Regions from separate parts of the Mus musculus genome. Here region 1 is linked to region 2. A link is a contact called in public Hi-C data. All regions are on one chromosome and are shown on one strand. The core of a region is the stretch at or near the end of the contact, and the rest is flanking DNA. Distances in the headings are between cores, read along the strand shown. Region 1 overlaps St3gal3 (ST3 beta-galactoside alpha-2,3-sialyltransferase 3). Region 2 overlaps St3gal3 (ST3 beta-galactoside alpha-2,3-sialyltransferase 3).

Evidence for each region. Hi-C and Micro-C count contacts between places; a contact is called where the count stands out from the background.
Region 1: a Hi-C map of the N1E-115 cell line shows a contact between it and region 2, with 7 times the contacts expected there. The contact joins two enhancer-like sites. A contact is called at or near these places in 1 of 39 promoter capture datasets (hippocampal neurons), 10 of 484 Hi-C or Micro-C datasets (the AtT-20 cell line, the C2C12 cell line, the G1E-ER4 cell line and 7 more) and 3 of 115 datasets of contacts at active chromatin or transcription factors (embryonic stem cells and fibro-adipogenic progenitors).

The regions. Positions count from the first base shown.
Region 1 is chr4:118,079,131-118,086,457 of GRCm38.p6, reverse strand. The region is part of intron 2 of St3gal3 (ST3 beta-galactoside alpha-2,3-sialyltransferase 3); the gene reads left to right. Among named protein-coding and RNA genes, the nearest start is that of St3gal3, 52 kb to the left of the region's middle. Within about 2 kb of position 2,682, at least 47 of the 459 cell types and tissues checked have an H3K27ac peak or open chromatin away from gene starts, as enhancers often do. A contact at or near this core is called in the N1E-115 cell line and fibro-adipogenic progenitors, where this site is marked.
Region 2 is chr4:118,011,306-118,018,000 of GRCm38.p6, reverse strand. St3gal3 (ST3 beta-galactoside alpha-2,3-sialyltransferase 3) reads left to right here. Exons shown (of 12, transcript NM_009176.5): 5 at 3,204-3,296. Among named protein-coding and RNA genes, the nearest start is that of 9530034E10Rik, 40 kb to the right of the region's middle. Within about 2 kb of position 2,075, at least 78 of the 459 cell types and tissues checked have an H3K27ac peak or open chromatin away from gene starts, as enhancers often do. A contact at or near this core is called in the N1E-115 cell line and fibro-adipogenic progenitors, where this site is marked.

The DNA.
Region 1 (7,327 bases), core at 1,433-3,932, 68 kb before region 2:
CCAGGTCAGCTCGGGTTGGCTTTTGCCTTGCTCCAGCCTCCCCAGTGTCAGGGTTATAAGCATAAGACATCGTATCCAGCTTGGTGGTGACGGTGACGTACCGCTACAGAGAGACCAGTCAGGGCTGGGAAGGTGGCTCGGTTGGTGAAGTTCTTGCTTTTTGAGCACGAGGACCAGAGTTTAGTTCCCAAGAATTCATGTAAAAAGTACCAGGGTATCAGTGTGCACGCAGCAGCCCAGCCCTGGGAGTGGAAGCTGGAGCCCAGCTCCATTGCAGCCAGGATTACCTAACTGGCGAGCCTCAGGCTAATGAAAAACCCTGCTTCAAAGGCAGTGGCCAGGCTTTGTGTGAGGCTAAGACCTGGGGTTGTCCTCCAGATGCCTTTGCTCCACACGACGAGCTTCCACCTAGATGGGAATATGTCCACAGACAGACAGACAGACAGACAGACAGACATAATACAGAGAAGATCAAGGCCAGGCATGTATAGAAGTAATAGAATACTTGCCTGCATCCACGAAGTGGATCTTCCCAGGTTGGATTCCCAACACTTCAAAGTGAAAGAGAAAAAACAGAACACAAGGAAACATTCATTAGTTTCTTGAATGATGAATTTTTAACTTCATTATAAAGATGGGAAATGTGAAAGCACAATTCTTAAACGTCAGTATGACGGCTGGAGAGATGGCTCAGCGGGTAAGAGCACTGGCTGTTCTTCCAGAGGTCCTGAGTTCAGTTCCCAGCAACCACAACCATCTATAATGAATGGGATTTGATGCCCTCTTCTGGCACACAGGTGTACATTCAAATAGAGTATACACACACATCTTTAAAAAATTCATTATGAAAAAGACAACTTTATTTTTTATTATTCCTAAATTTTATTTGATTTTATAGAAGTGGCGGTTTTGCTTTTATGTAATCTGTGTGCTGTTAGATTCCTGGTGCCCCAGGGGACCAGAAGAGGCGTTGAATCTCCTGGAACTGGAGTTATAGGTGGTCGTAAGCTGCTGTGTGTGTGTGTGTGTGTGTGTGTGTGTGTGTATGTGTGTGTGTGTTTGTGTGTGTGTGAACCTGAGCCCTCTAGAAGAGCAGCTTGCGTTCTTAACCACTGGGCCATCTCTCCAACACCCACACCCCCATCTCTGGCCCAGTGAACTTGGTGAGAACCTCAGATCCAGAAGGCTTTGGTGGAAACCAGTATTTCTAGTCTAGTCGTCCCCAGTGAGTCCCCAGCAGTGGGCTGGCAAAAGGCCCAAATATAAGTTGAAAAATGTTTGAAGCCGCAGCATGATCTTGAAGGTAGCTGTCTACAGAGTCCCGTTAACACTGTTCTATTTTGGGTATAAATGTCTTCATTTATTCAGAAGAGGGTGGGAAATTGTACATATGTTCATGTTTATCTATACATAAGCCTAGATCACATCTAGATTTGCATACGTGTGTATAAAATAACTGTGAGCACGAAATCTAGAAATAATAACTTTGGTTGCCTTCCAGGAAGAAAGCTGGGAGATGTGAGACTGAATAAAGTAAGAGAGAGTGCTAGAGAGAGAGGGAGAGAGAGAGAGAGAGAGAGAGAATGTGTGTCTGTGAGACTGGAGAAGGTGAGAGAGAGTGCTGGGAAGAGAGACAGAGAGAGGGAGAGGGAGGGGGGGAGGGAGTCTGTGAGACTGAAGAAGGTGTGAGAGAGTGCTGGGGAGAGTCGGGCTGGAGGAAGAGAGGGTGCCAAAGAGCATGTGTGTGTCTGTGTGTGTATGCATCTATGTGTGTGTGTGTATGTGTGTATGTATATGCATGTGCCTCTGTTTGTGTTTGTGTATGTGTCTGTGTGTGTATATGTGTGTGTGTCTCTCTATGTGTTTCTGTGTGCATACATGCTCTCACCATGCTGTGTGACCCACTATTCCCACTCCCAAGAGTTCATCCACAGCGTTCCTGCAGAGTTACCCACTGCAGGATTTTCTGTGTGTTTGCTTGCACTGTCATTTTTCCTTTTCTCTTTTGTGTGTGGGTGTCTTGCCTGCACGTGTGTCTGTGTACCATGTGTGTGCCTGGTGCCCCAAGACCAGAAGAGGCTAGAAGATTCCCTGGGTCCTCAGTAAGAACAGTGAGTACTCTTAGAGGCTGAGCCATCTCTCTAACCTGACATTGTTTCTTTGTTTTTTAGTAGCAAGTGTTTGGCAGCTATTTAGGTGTTTATCAGCAGGGAACAAATTAATGAATTAGGTTCCCATTTAGTGAGTCTGAGGCTGGAGCTAGAGGGCCTCTATGTACTGGTAGGAAAAGGTTTCTAGAATGTATCTTCAGATGCAAGACAAAAGTGTCAGGAGTTTTGCATGGGTCTGGCAATGCTCTAAAGTGTTTGTCATCATTCAAAGTCAGTGCAACTTGTTATTCCATTCCTTTTATTATAAAATAGTTTTGAAACATTTTCCTCTGGGCTCTAACGTGTCATTATTATGAGCTTTCTTATTATGAGCAGTATTTGGCACAGAGGAGTGACAAAATCACATTTTTGAGTTATTAAATCTGTTCCACTTTGAGCCAATCAGAGTGACCTCCTACTGATTAGTGTCTGGTGGCCAAGTGCCTTTATATGGTATTCAGCTCTGTACTGGAGCATCGCGGAGTAGCAGTCGGCCTGGGCCACAAGGGGGCAGCAGAACCCTTTGATTGCAATAGCACGGATGGCTTTTGGCCAAGTCCAGCTGCTGCTTGCTTACTGTCCTTCAACTCAGCTGTGTGCACCTAGGAGTCAGGGCACTGTGCGAGCCGACCTCAGAGGTGAGAGGGGTGAGAGGGGAAGGGGTGGGTTTCCGAGTCACCTTCCCTCCTCTCTTACAGGCTGTCCAGTGGATTACAGAGCAGTATGGGAGACATTAGGGGTGGTGCAGCAAGCTAGCACATACACAATCACTGAGGCTTCAGAGCCTCTTGCCTGACACTGAGTCCTGGCTCTGCAGCTTTGGGCTTATGTTCCTACGCTTCGAACCTAAGATTATCAGGGAGATAATCTAAGTAAACCTCTTAGCACTACACCGTGGTGAGCATTGGAAATAGCTGATTACAGGCTCAGTGAGGAAGGACACTCGCCACAAGCCTGCCATCCTGTGCACGATCCCTGAAACACACTTAGTGGAAGCAAGAACCGGCTCCAGCAAGTTGTCCTCTGATCGCCACATGCATTTTTACCCACACATACATAAACACACACAATATATACATTAATGTCAAAACATTTTAAAATAGATGTTCATAATTAAAATAATATTAGTTGGACTGGAGAGATGGCTCAGCGGTAAAGAGCACTGACTGCTCTTCTAGAGGGCCTGAGTTCAATTCCCAGCAACCACATGGTGGCTCACAACTATCTGTAATGAGATCCAATACCCTCTTCTGGTGTGTCTGAAGACAGCTACAGTGTGCTCATACTCGTAAAATAAATAAATTAATCTTAAAAAAATATCAGTTACCAGCAGAGATGGGTAATAGATTCTTAGTGGGTTATTTTTGTTTGTTTGTTTGGTTGGTTGGTTTTTATTGGATATACAGTCTCTCTATGTAGCCCTGGTTGTCCTAGAACTCCCTATGTAGATTAGGCTGCCCTCAGACTCACAGAGATCCACCTGCCTCTTCCTCTTGAGTGCTGAGATTAAAGGCATGTGCTATTGCTGGCTTCTTGACTTGTGACTCTTTCTTATGTATTTAGTAATTGTTTTTGTTTGGTCGCAAGCAAGGTAGAAATATTTATTTAGAACCATTTTAAAGCTGTTTTTTTTTCTCAGAGGGGCTTACAAAGTACTTATGGCCTTGTTTACCCTCTATAAAATAGTTTTTTTTAATTGTTTGTGTACATGTGCATGTATCTACTGTGTGAGTTCTAGATCTCTGCAGTCTCGGGTTTAAAGCTCTCATCCCAGTGTGTCTCCGCGTGTTTTTGACGGGAAGGTGTGGTGTCAGTGCTCAGGTGAGGCAGGTGGGCAAGGTGGTATTGTTGAGAGAGGCACACTCTGAGATAAATTTCAGGTGGGGTAAGCTCACCAGGGCGCGGCTGTGGGAGCAGCCCCCGGAAGGACAGGAAGGGAGGCAGAGAAATGCAAGGGACACTCACGTAAGAAGTCACGTATGGTTCGCTCTCAGTAACGACCTCACTGTGCCCGTGGAGATGGGGGTTGAGCCGGTCCTTTTAAATGGAGGGAGGGGAGTCTGCTTTTGTAGTTCCTTGGTCACCACTATCCGTTGGTCCAGGGCTGCCCCAGAGAGGGTACGAGACCTCAGAGCTGACAGTGCCCGTCAGTCCAGAGTGCTGACAGCTGGGGGATCATAGCAGCTGATGAGCAGATCTTGTTTCTCCTGGGGCATCTGAGTGGCATCCTGCAGAGTCCTGTAGCTCTGCCACGGTGTCCAAGTCACTTGAAAGGGGGATGCGCGACATGGTGTCTAATCCATTTGCATTTCTATGACAAAATACTTTATGTGGGGTTATAGTTTTCAGGGTTGGAGATGCAGCTCAGGTGGTCGAGAGTGCCCACCTAGCACGTATGAAAATCAGTGTTCAGTCCCCAGCACTAAATAAACCAGGTGCTGTGGTAAGGAAGCAGGAAGAACAGAAGTTCAAGATTGTCCCTGACTACTTAGTGAGAGATAGCTTGGAACTGGACTGATAAGCCAGGCTGGCCTTAGTTCACAGAGCTCTGCCTGCCTTGCCTCCTGAGTGCTGCGATCAAGGCAGTGCATCAACACTTCGGGCTCCCAGATTCGTATTATTGTAACATATTCTCTCTGGCAAGTATTAACCCTCGAGAAAATGGTACTTTTAAAACCCAATTGCCCTCCAGTACGCTCTGCCTCTTAAATTGCCCCACCACCCACTTCTCAGTGCCAGTGTGTTGGAAATGGGCTTGTAGGCCATGAACCTGCTGGGGACGGACTACTTCGCAGCTGTCACACATGGCTGGGATAAAGAGAGATGGCTTTGGATGGCGTGGAACACTCGTGTGCACACACACCTTTGCACGTACACAGCCATGGTGCCCACGCTTGACACCAAGTATCTTCCTCGGTCGTTCCCCCCTTTGGCTTTTGAGTCAGGTTCTCTCATTGAACCCGAAGCCTTCCGGCTCTGGGGGTTCCCCTGTGTCTGCTTCCCCAGTGCTGGGCATAGACACGAGCTGTGCGCATTTCAGTGGGTGCTTAGGAATCAGCTATCATGTGCTTCACTCACATGGTCCCACCTAGCAGAGGGAAGACAGGAAGACCATGTGGCCCTCACTGCTGCAATACTGCATGGTTCATATTGACTGCATGGTTCATAGCTGGAGGGCAGCTTGGTTGTTATCCCTGCTGGTAAACCAAAGGTACTTTAAAAACTACATTTTAGATTCCTTAAAGCCGTAAGCTTGAGTCACTGCCAACATAACTTCATCGTTTTCCTTACCCGGGGACATTTAAAAAGACAGAGGGGAAAAAATAAAAATGAAATTAAAAGACTGGGGAGAACTAAATTATACCAGAGGGGAGGAATAGAAGGACGAATATAAAACAAATATAAATATATAAAACTAACCCAAAGATTCTTTGCTGTAGGGAGGCAAAAAGAGAGGCAAAATAGTTTGATGTTGTGTACGTGCATGCGTGAATGTGTTTGAGTGTGTGTTTACATAGGTGTGTGTTTGCAATCGTGTGCATGTGTTTATTTTTAGATCGAGAGGCCCCAAGCTTGTCAGGGAACCGTGAGAACCAGCTAATCTCTTTCCCTCAACTCCAGCAGGTGACATGATGACAGTCGGGGGATCTTGGATTACAAGGAAACATTCATGCACAGAGTCCTGACAGCACCTTGCCACCCACATAGCTCTGGGGCCAGCGAAGCCCAGAAGAAAGATCAGTTTCTTCTCTGTCAGTCAAGGGGGATCCACCCCAGTGCTGTGAGGACAGGAGAGGGGCTTCTGGGCCTGAGATGTCTTGCGCATCCATAGCTGAGGGTCATGGGAAGAGACTGAGGACAGGACCAAGCGAGAAGGGGGTTTTCAGAGATGAGGAAAAAGCCATTGAGGAAGACTTTGAGAAAGCTTTGCTGTGACAGGTGGTGTGGCCACTGGGGACCTGGGAGAAGTGCTCCAGGTGAGTTGAATGTTAGAAAGTTTCTCAGGTCCCAGTGCTGTCTATGAGGGACCTGTAAGGAGGAGGAAAAAGAAGAGGAGGAAGAGGAGGAGGAAATGAGGGAGAGGGAGGAAGAGCTGGTAGCCATTGGTAGTCTGTGGTTTCTAATTTCTATTTGAGTGCCTAGGATTAATTAATTATCATTTACTTTGTTGCTTGTTTGAAGACTCAGTCTCATGTAGCCCAGGCTGGGCTCAAACCTTCTTTGAAGCCAAGAATGGCCTTGAATTCCCTATTCTTGGTTTTGTTGCCACCACCTCCCAAGTACTAGGATGTTGGTGTCTGGAGTTGAAAACTGGGGATATGTTCCCTTGTTTCTCAGCAAAATCCATCCCACATCCATATAATCACTCACTAAACAAGTTACTCTAGCAGTCTGTATGACTAGGGCAGTCATTTTTAAGACCAAAATTAATTTGACCTAATTTGTGAAACCAAAATTAGAGTTTGCTTCTAATTTTGAGGAAACTGCAGTCTGATTAAGAAAGGTAAGCTTTTAAAAAACCTAAGCACAGTTGCTGTTCCATGAGCTAAGATAGGGAAGCACATGGCAGCCCTTGGAGTGTGAATCAACCTTGAAGGGTGCCTGCAGTCGCCTTTACTCCATATTTTAAAATGAACATCTAAAAGTGGATAGTTTGACCCAGAGACACACAGTTGAGGGAGGGGTGCAGGACAGGCTTCTTGGAGCCCACAGCTCAAGCCTGGACTTACAGGGGAATAAATAAGGCGAGGCACATGCAAGACAGATGGAAGAGCAGGAGTGAGATGCAAGGGCCGGGAAAGGCCGCTCTTGTCGGGATGCTAAGTTTGTGCTGTTATAGGGCACCTAAGGAGAAGAACTCTCGAGAGCTGGAGTCCTTATTAACCACGTGGCAGGACTGTCCCAAACTGATAAGTAGGAAACAGCCCCAGCCTCCAGTTGGTTTCAGTTGTTAAGGGGACCCCACCCCTTACACACACACAATTAAGATAATTGTGACTATACAGAAAGCAAGCGTTGACTACAGAAGCGGAGAGGTAACAGTTAACCAGCCAGACAGTGAACCTTTAGCTCAGGCTCATATTGTATAGGAGTATATGGCTGGTCCAGAGACCAGTCTTACCCTAGATAGTTTTAGCACTAGAAGGGCTCTCAGGAATACGTTCATGAGATGGCAT
Region 2 (6,695 bases), core at 826-3,325:
CCTGGTCAGCTCCCTCTGTGTTTGACACCGCTGGCCCCTATGGGGTATAATACTCTCTCTCCTTCATGTTTTTGATTTGTTGTTATTTTTTTGAGACAGGGCCTCACTCTGTTACTCAAGTGCCCAGCCTGCCTCTGCCCCCTTCTTTTCCATCCCGCGCTTGTCTGTTGCTTGAGAAGACGTCACATGTTGGCTTTTGCAATGCGCACCTCAGTCCGCACAGCAACCCATGGGATTGAATCCAGACATGGCCAGGTGCTCAGCCTGCCTCTGCCCCCTTCTTCTCCTTACAGCACTTGTACATTGCTTGAGAAGATGGTCAGCCCTCCGCCCCGCATGTGTCTCACCCCATCCTCACCAGATCCCAGGGATCTGAGTTCCCCCGAACAGGAGGCTAAGGCTAAGTGGGCTAAGGGATTCTCCGTTTCTTCTCCCTTGTCAGTGTTCTCAGGAAGCCTGAGTCCAGATGTGGCCCTCGTTCCATTCACTAGCAGGACTTGGCCTGCTTCCCTAAACTCTGCCCTTCCGAACAGAGTGGGGGAATGGGAGTTGGGTTTTCTTTTGGGTTCCAGTCTGGTCATCTGGGCTTCCTCTGAAGAGTGTGTGGTTTATACTCTTCACCCCAGGGGCTTCTTAGTCACGTTCACCGCACAATGGGTGCTCTTAGTGGATGCGGCACTCCATCTTCCACAGTGAAAGGCCAGCTGCAGAGTACGGGGAGAACAAGGGCGGAATGATTTGATCAGACATCTGGGGGCCTCCTGGCATTTGGAGTGAGTGCCTAGAGAAACTAACTATTCTGGCCTGAGGGAGCTGGCAACCATTAATCTTAGTGGGTTTGACCGCTGTCTGCCCCAGAGGTCCCAGCATTCTGTATGACTCAGAATCCTCAACACTCCCCCTATTCTTCTCTCACTGGGACTTTCGGGAGGCCATTTCTAAGGCATTTTAATTTGGTGATGATTGGCATGCGTTACTATACCCAGGCTTGCTTTTCTAAATGAATTGGTTAGCATTCATCATTCCTGACTGGTCACCTTGCACACCTAGGAGGAACAGACTTCTGCCTGCTCTGCCGTCTCCCACTTTTCTGCACCCCATCTGGCATGCTGGCCCTCCTCTCCAGCATGGATCACCCCAGCCCAGGAGCCTTGGGCTGTCCAATAGCCATTCTTCAGGTGCCTTCCAAGAGCTGAGATCATGCAGCAGGAGAGGAAAGATATGGTCAGAGGTTTGTCTCTTGAGCATTGCATTCTTCAATGCCCCGTGTTGTGGATGGCAGCTGCCATCTGTCTTCCAGCTTCTTTGTAAACTTTCTGGAATTCAGAAAGACCACAGACACTCGGTACGAGTTGGACAGCCCTGAGGGTGAGGGTTCTGGAGACATGGCACAAAGGCACTCAAAATACCACAGCGCTGTGTACATGCTTTGAAAGAGTGGGGCGAGGCCTTCTTAACCCTCATTTCTACCCATATCCGGCCATGTCAACTGCTCCCACTGGCGCTGGGCTCCAGGCCAGCCTCTGTGATCGTGTCACTGGTGGTGTCACGACAGCATCCCCACCGAGAGCAGAGGCAGCTGCATGCTCTTGGGTCTGGCTCTTCATCTTTCTAAGCCTCAAGCATCTATCTGTGATGCAGGGCACCCACTCCCAGGGCTATTGAGAGGAAAGGCTGTTAGTCACCGTCCTTCATCCAGGAGCTTCCAGTAAGCTCCAGAATTGCAGTGACATCCATATTTCATTTCCAAAATAGAGTTGTTTACAGCTTTCTTTCTCCCGTTAGAACCTTTAACTTTGTTTTGTTTATCAAATAAAGTTGCAGGCCCTCTTCACATTTGCATCTCATTTGCATCTCATTGGTAGGGAAGGCTTGAAAATGTAGATTTCTAAAATTCTGTGTATACTTAATGAGCAATCCCTTGCATAAAGCCCTGGACAACACCTCAGGGGTGAATTGAACTTGACAGCCCGGCTGATGACATATGGTCATTCCTGGCTGTCCAGCAGACACACTCCCACACTGCAGGGGTCATGCTGAAGGCCAGCTTGCTATTGAGCCACACCCATCAAGGCAGCCTGGCCCTGGTGTGGATTGAGCAAGGGGCGGGGGTGGGGTAAGGGAGCAGCTCAGAGGCTGGGAATCTAAGTGAGCAGGTGACACCACCGGCAAGGCCTTCAGTCCTGGTGTTCACAGGGTCATTTACTAAAGATGTCCTGATGTTTCCCAGACGGCACAGGGCAGAGCTGTGGTGGAGGGTGGTGACTCCAGAACCACACTGAACACGTCAGGGTTTGGAAACCTGATGCCTAGAGATGATCCAGTTATAGTCAGTCACTCTGCCAAGACAAGGCCAGGACACGGCCCTCAGATAGCGCTCGCTCGCAGTCTCCACCCTGAAGCTTCCCGGGGTTTCTTCAGGGGTTTCAGGGGTTTCTTCAGATCACAGGGAGGCTGCCAGTATTGGTTTGGTTTAAAATATGTATAGGGGGGGGGCTTCATGTACCCATCTCTGTGCGAAGTGCAGGCAGAGGTCTGATCCCAAGAATTTATGCTGGAGTGAGAGACAGTTCTGTGGAGGAGCAGCGCAGCCGGGGGTGGGCATAGGATAAGGATGCCGGGTCAGGAGACTGCCAGGGCAGAGAGGCAGACAGCCCAGTCAGTGGGTCAGGGGATCGCTCCTGTGAAGCCCATCTCCGAATTGAGTTTTGAAGGTGTGGCATTCTCCAGGGGGAGGGCCCCCGGGTAGAGCACGCTCAACTGAAGGTCAAACTGATCCATCAGTAGCTCCATAACGCATATGCGTTCGCCATGCATGTTCCCACTGGGTGGATCATAGAGGGAGTGGAGGGGATAAAAGCAGGAGACTGGGCAGGTAGGGTCGTGCCTGGGAACTACAAAAGCCTGTGCCTTTGCATGTGTCAAGGCCTTACAAGCTATGTCCAGCAGTGCTCCCCGGGGAGCACTGCCTGCCCAGCCGTAGAGCCTTTGTGGTGATCAGTCTTACTACAAAAAAATCTGTAAAAGGAAATGAAGGGTGCCCCTTTTGTGGAGGCCACCGAGGAACCATTTTTATAGGGCTAATTCTCTTAGGAACTTGATGTAGAAAGGCTCTATTCCATTTCAGTCTCCGCAGCTCCTGGTGGACTGATGATCTTCCCGCTGTTCTTGTGCCCAGCTCTGACCTTCTCTCTCTCCCGCAGGCCTGCCGAGCTAGCCACCAAGTACGCAAACTTTTCCGAGGGAGCTTGCAAACCCGGCTACGCTTCAGCCATGATGACTGCCATCTTCCCCAGGTATGTGGTCCTTGCTCTCGATGCTGGGATAGTGTGGGCTGTGACTCAATCATGTGGAATGCCGGCGAGAACATGACCTTCTCATGAGCCGGTCACCTAGGTCCCCTCCTCTGTCTAGTTCACTGGTGCCCAGGGAAGGACTTTGATTTTGTGGGGTCCACACCGCCCACACTGCTCTTGTCATACTCTGTGTTGCATCCAGCCTCTAAGCGCTGGGTCTGGCCTTGCAGTGTATTTAGAGGGGGCAGGGGGTAGAATGTGCTTGACTGGCCCCTGGAAGTCAGGTGTCCAGAGCCACCAGGCGAAGCATTGACACTTCTGGTCCTGGAATCATTGGTTAATCCAAGCTCGGTCCCCTTGGCTGGCCTCAGAGAGACAGCCAAATAAAGCAAGAATGAAGAATGCTTCCTGAGTTGTCTGTATTTTAGTACCTTCCCTGGCTGTCCGTTTTGCATTCTGGGGTGCCTGATCTCCCTTATTTCAGGCTTGCCAAGAAAGTCTGTGTCTGGTGTGGGAAATTCTGTTTATCAAATGTTTCTATCAAGTGTAAATGTCACCTTTACTACAAATGTATTTAGTAAATTAATATGATTGACTACATTTCTTTATCCTAGCTAGTTCCCAATAGTGACACAGAGAGGCTCAGATTTATTTCCAAACTTCACCTCAGTATCTAGGCAGTCAGATAATCTATCTTAGCCCCTAAGATAATCTGGCTATCTCCCAGCTAGTATCCCAGTGATAACTTGCAATTAAGTCTTCCATGTTTTGGCTGAACTCTCAAGAATTCTTTCCTCCTTCCTCCTCATGATAGGTCTGCCTCTCCCTTCCTCTCTCTCTTCTTCCACTAGCTGATGGAACTAGTCTCTCTTCTGCTCAGCCATTGAGTTATCAGCTTTTATTGACAAGGCAGAGAATAAATAAATGGTACGAGTTGTTTATACAAACTTGAGACAGGAGATTCTTGACAGAAGCGTTACAGTGCCATGCCTGGATTGAAACAAGGTATGAGGGCTGAGAAATCAGCATTTCAATAACACACAGATCACCATTACACAGAGCACAAAACATTATGCGTACAATCAGGACTTGATGAGGAACGGGGTGACAAGCTACGTTGTCTCGATTCTGGGCATCAAGATGTAGCGGGGGTACGGGGACAGCTCTGCTCTCTGAAGGAAGGATTTGCCTCCTATCTTTACAAGCCCACGCTCAAGACATGCAATGTGTTTGTAAGAGGGATGCTAGGAAACAGCTGGTACCAAAGCAGATCCAAGGTCTTGAGTGGGATGCTCACTCTCTGATCCATCCTGAGCAGTCCCACCTAGCTCCATGTGAAAAGTAAGGGCTAGAGTAGCTGCTGCCCAGACAGGTTCTCCCAGTCTGAGCTCTGCCTTCTGAACCAACTCCCACTGCTTGCCTCTTCTAACTGTTACTAAATCCCTGAAAAGTGTGAGGCACAGTATTCTACACTACTAGGGATGAGCTACATTGCTCATCCCTAGCCCAGATGCTTGTAAGTGTTCTTTGACCAGGACATAGGTTTCTTTTGTAACTGAAAGTAATACAAGCTTGGGAGTGGGTAGGTAGGGAATGTGGCTCTTGACCATTTCCCCAGAGACAGCCTCTATCATCACACATTGAAATGTGTTCTATTGCTCTATAGTTCATTCTTTGTTCCTAAAAGTTATGTTGGAGATTATCATATTACTGCGTTACATGGCTCCATCTTCTTTTAGATATTTTCATTTTTCTGGGGGATGCTAAGAGCCAAGCCCAAGTTCTGTCCCCAAACTGTCCATCCATCCAGCATCCTCTAAACTGTCCATCCATCCAGCATCCCCAAACTGTCCATCCATCCAGCATCCTCTAAACTGTCCATCCATCCAGCATCCTCAAACTGTCCATCCATCCAGCATCCTCTAAACTGTCCATCCATCCAGCATCCTCTAAACTGTCCATCCATCCAGCATCCTCTAAACTGTCCATCCATCCAGCATCCTCAAACTGTCCATCCAGCTTCCCTATAGCTTTTTTATTTTTCTTCTTTCTTCCTTTCTTCCTTCCTTCCTTTCTTTCTTTCTTTCTTTCTTTCTTTCTTTCTTTCTTTCTTTCTTTCTTTCTTTCTTTCTTTCTCTTTCTCTCTCTTTCCTTCCTTCTTTCTTTCTTTTCTTTTTTCTTTTTCTTTCTTTCTTTCTTTTTTTTTTTTTTTTGAGACAAGGTCTTACTATATAGCCCTGGCTGGCCTAGAGCTTGCTGCACAGACCAGACTGGCCTCGAACTCCCAGAGGTCATCCTGCCTCTGCCTCCCAAGTTGATTACATAACATGTATATTGTAATTTTATCAAAAACAAGATTCGTTGAAGTTTAATTTATGAACACTAAAGTTTGCCTTTTGGTGTCATTTGGGACTTTGTGTGAGCAGCAGCGCATTCCCATCTCCCCCAGATTCCCTGGGTCACTTTTTGGTGAGCCCCTCTCTCACCCTCAGCACCTGGCAACTGCTGACCTACTTTCTAACCCTGCAGTGTTCCTGAAATGTCTTATGGGCAGCATCATACAGCTTTTACAGGCAGCCTCTCACACTTGGTGTGATGTATTCACAGTCCGTGCAGCCGTTGTATATCCTAGCTGTTGCCTCCCTTTGGTTACTGAGTAATGCTCCATTATAGAGATGTAATGCTGCTGTTCAAGACATGGGAGGCAATTCCAATTGGAAGCCATTATAAAGAAAGCCACCAGAGCACTGGGGCATGGCTTAAGGGAAGAGAAAAAGCCATTGAAACAGAGTGTTGGATTTCGAATAATACATATGTTCACCTTTTGTTAGCGAATCCCTAGAAGTGCAATGACTGACTGGATCCAACCTCTTATGTGTGGCTCACTTGTAAGAGACTGCCAAGCTGTCTTTCAGTGTGGGTACCAGTTTTCTTTCCCACCAGCAGTGTCTGACAGTCCCAGCTGCTGAGCATCCTGCCCTGGGTCTGCAGGGTGGGGCGAGGTAGAAATTTGTTATTCTCTGGATTCTTTATAGTAGGGAAACTTTAATATTAACTCATCACCTTTTCTCTTTTAAGGGTATTGTATCTAAGAAATATTTCTCAAACACAAGGTCAGAAAGGCTTTTTTTTCCTTGTTTTCTTCCAGAATTGTTGTGGGTTTAGCTTTCCCATTTAAGCCTCTGATCTGTTTTGAGTTATTGTTTGTATATAGTGGCATGTAAGAGCTTGAGATTTCTTTATTTACATATGGGTGTTTAGCAGTTCCAAAATAGTGTTGGTGACCCCGTCAACACACATATGTGCACAGAGAGAGAGAGAGAGACAGACAGACAGACAGACAGACAGACACCCACCCATATACAGAAACACTGAATTACCTGTCCACACTTATTGAAA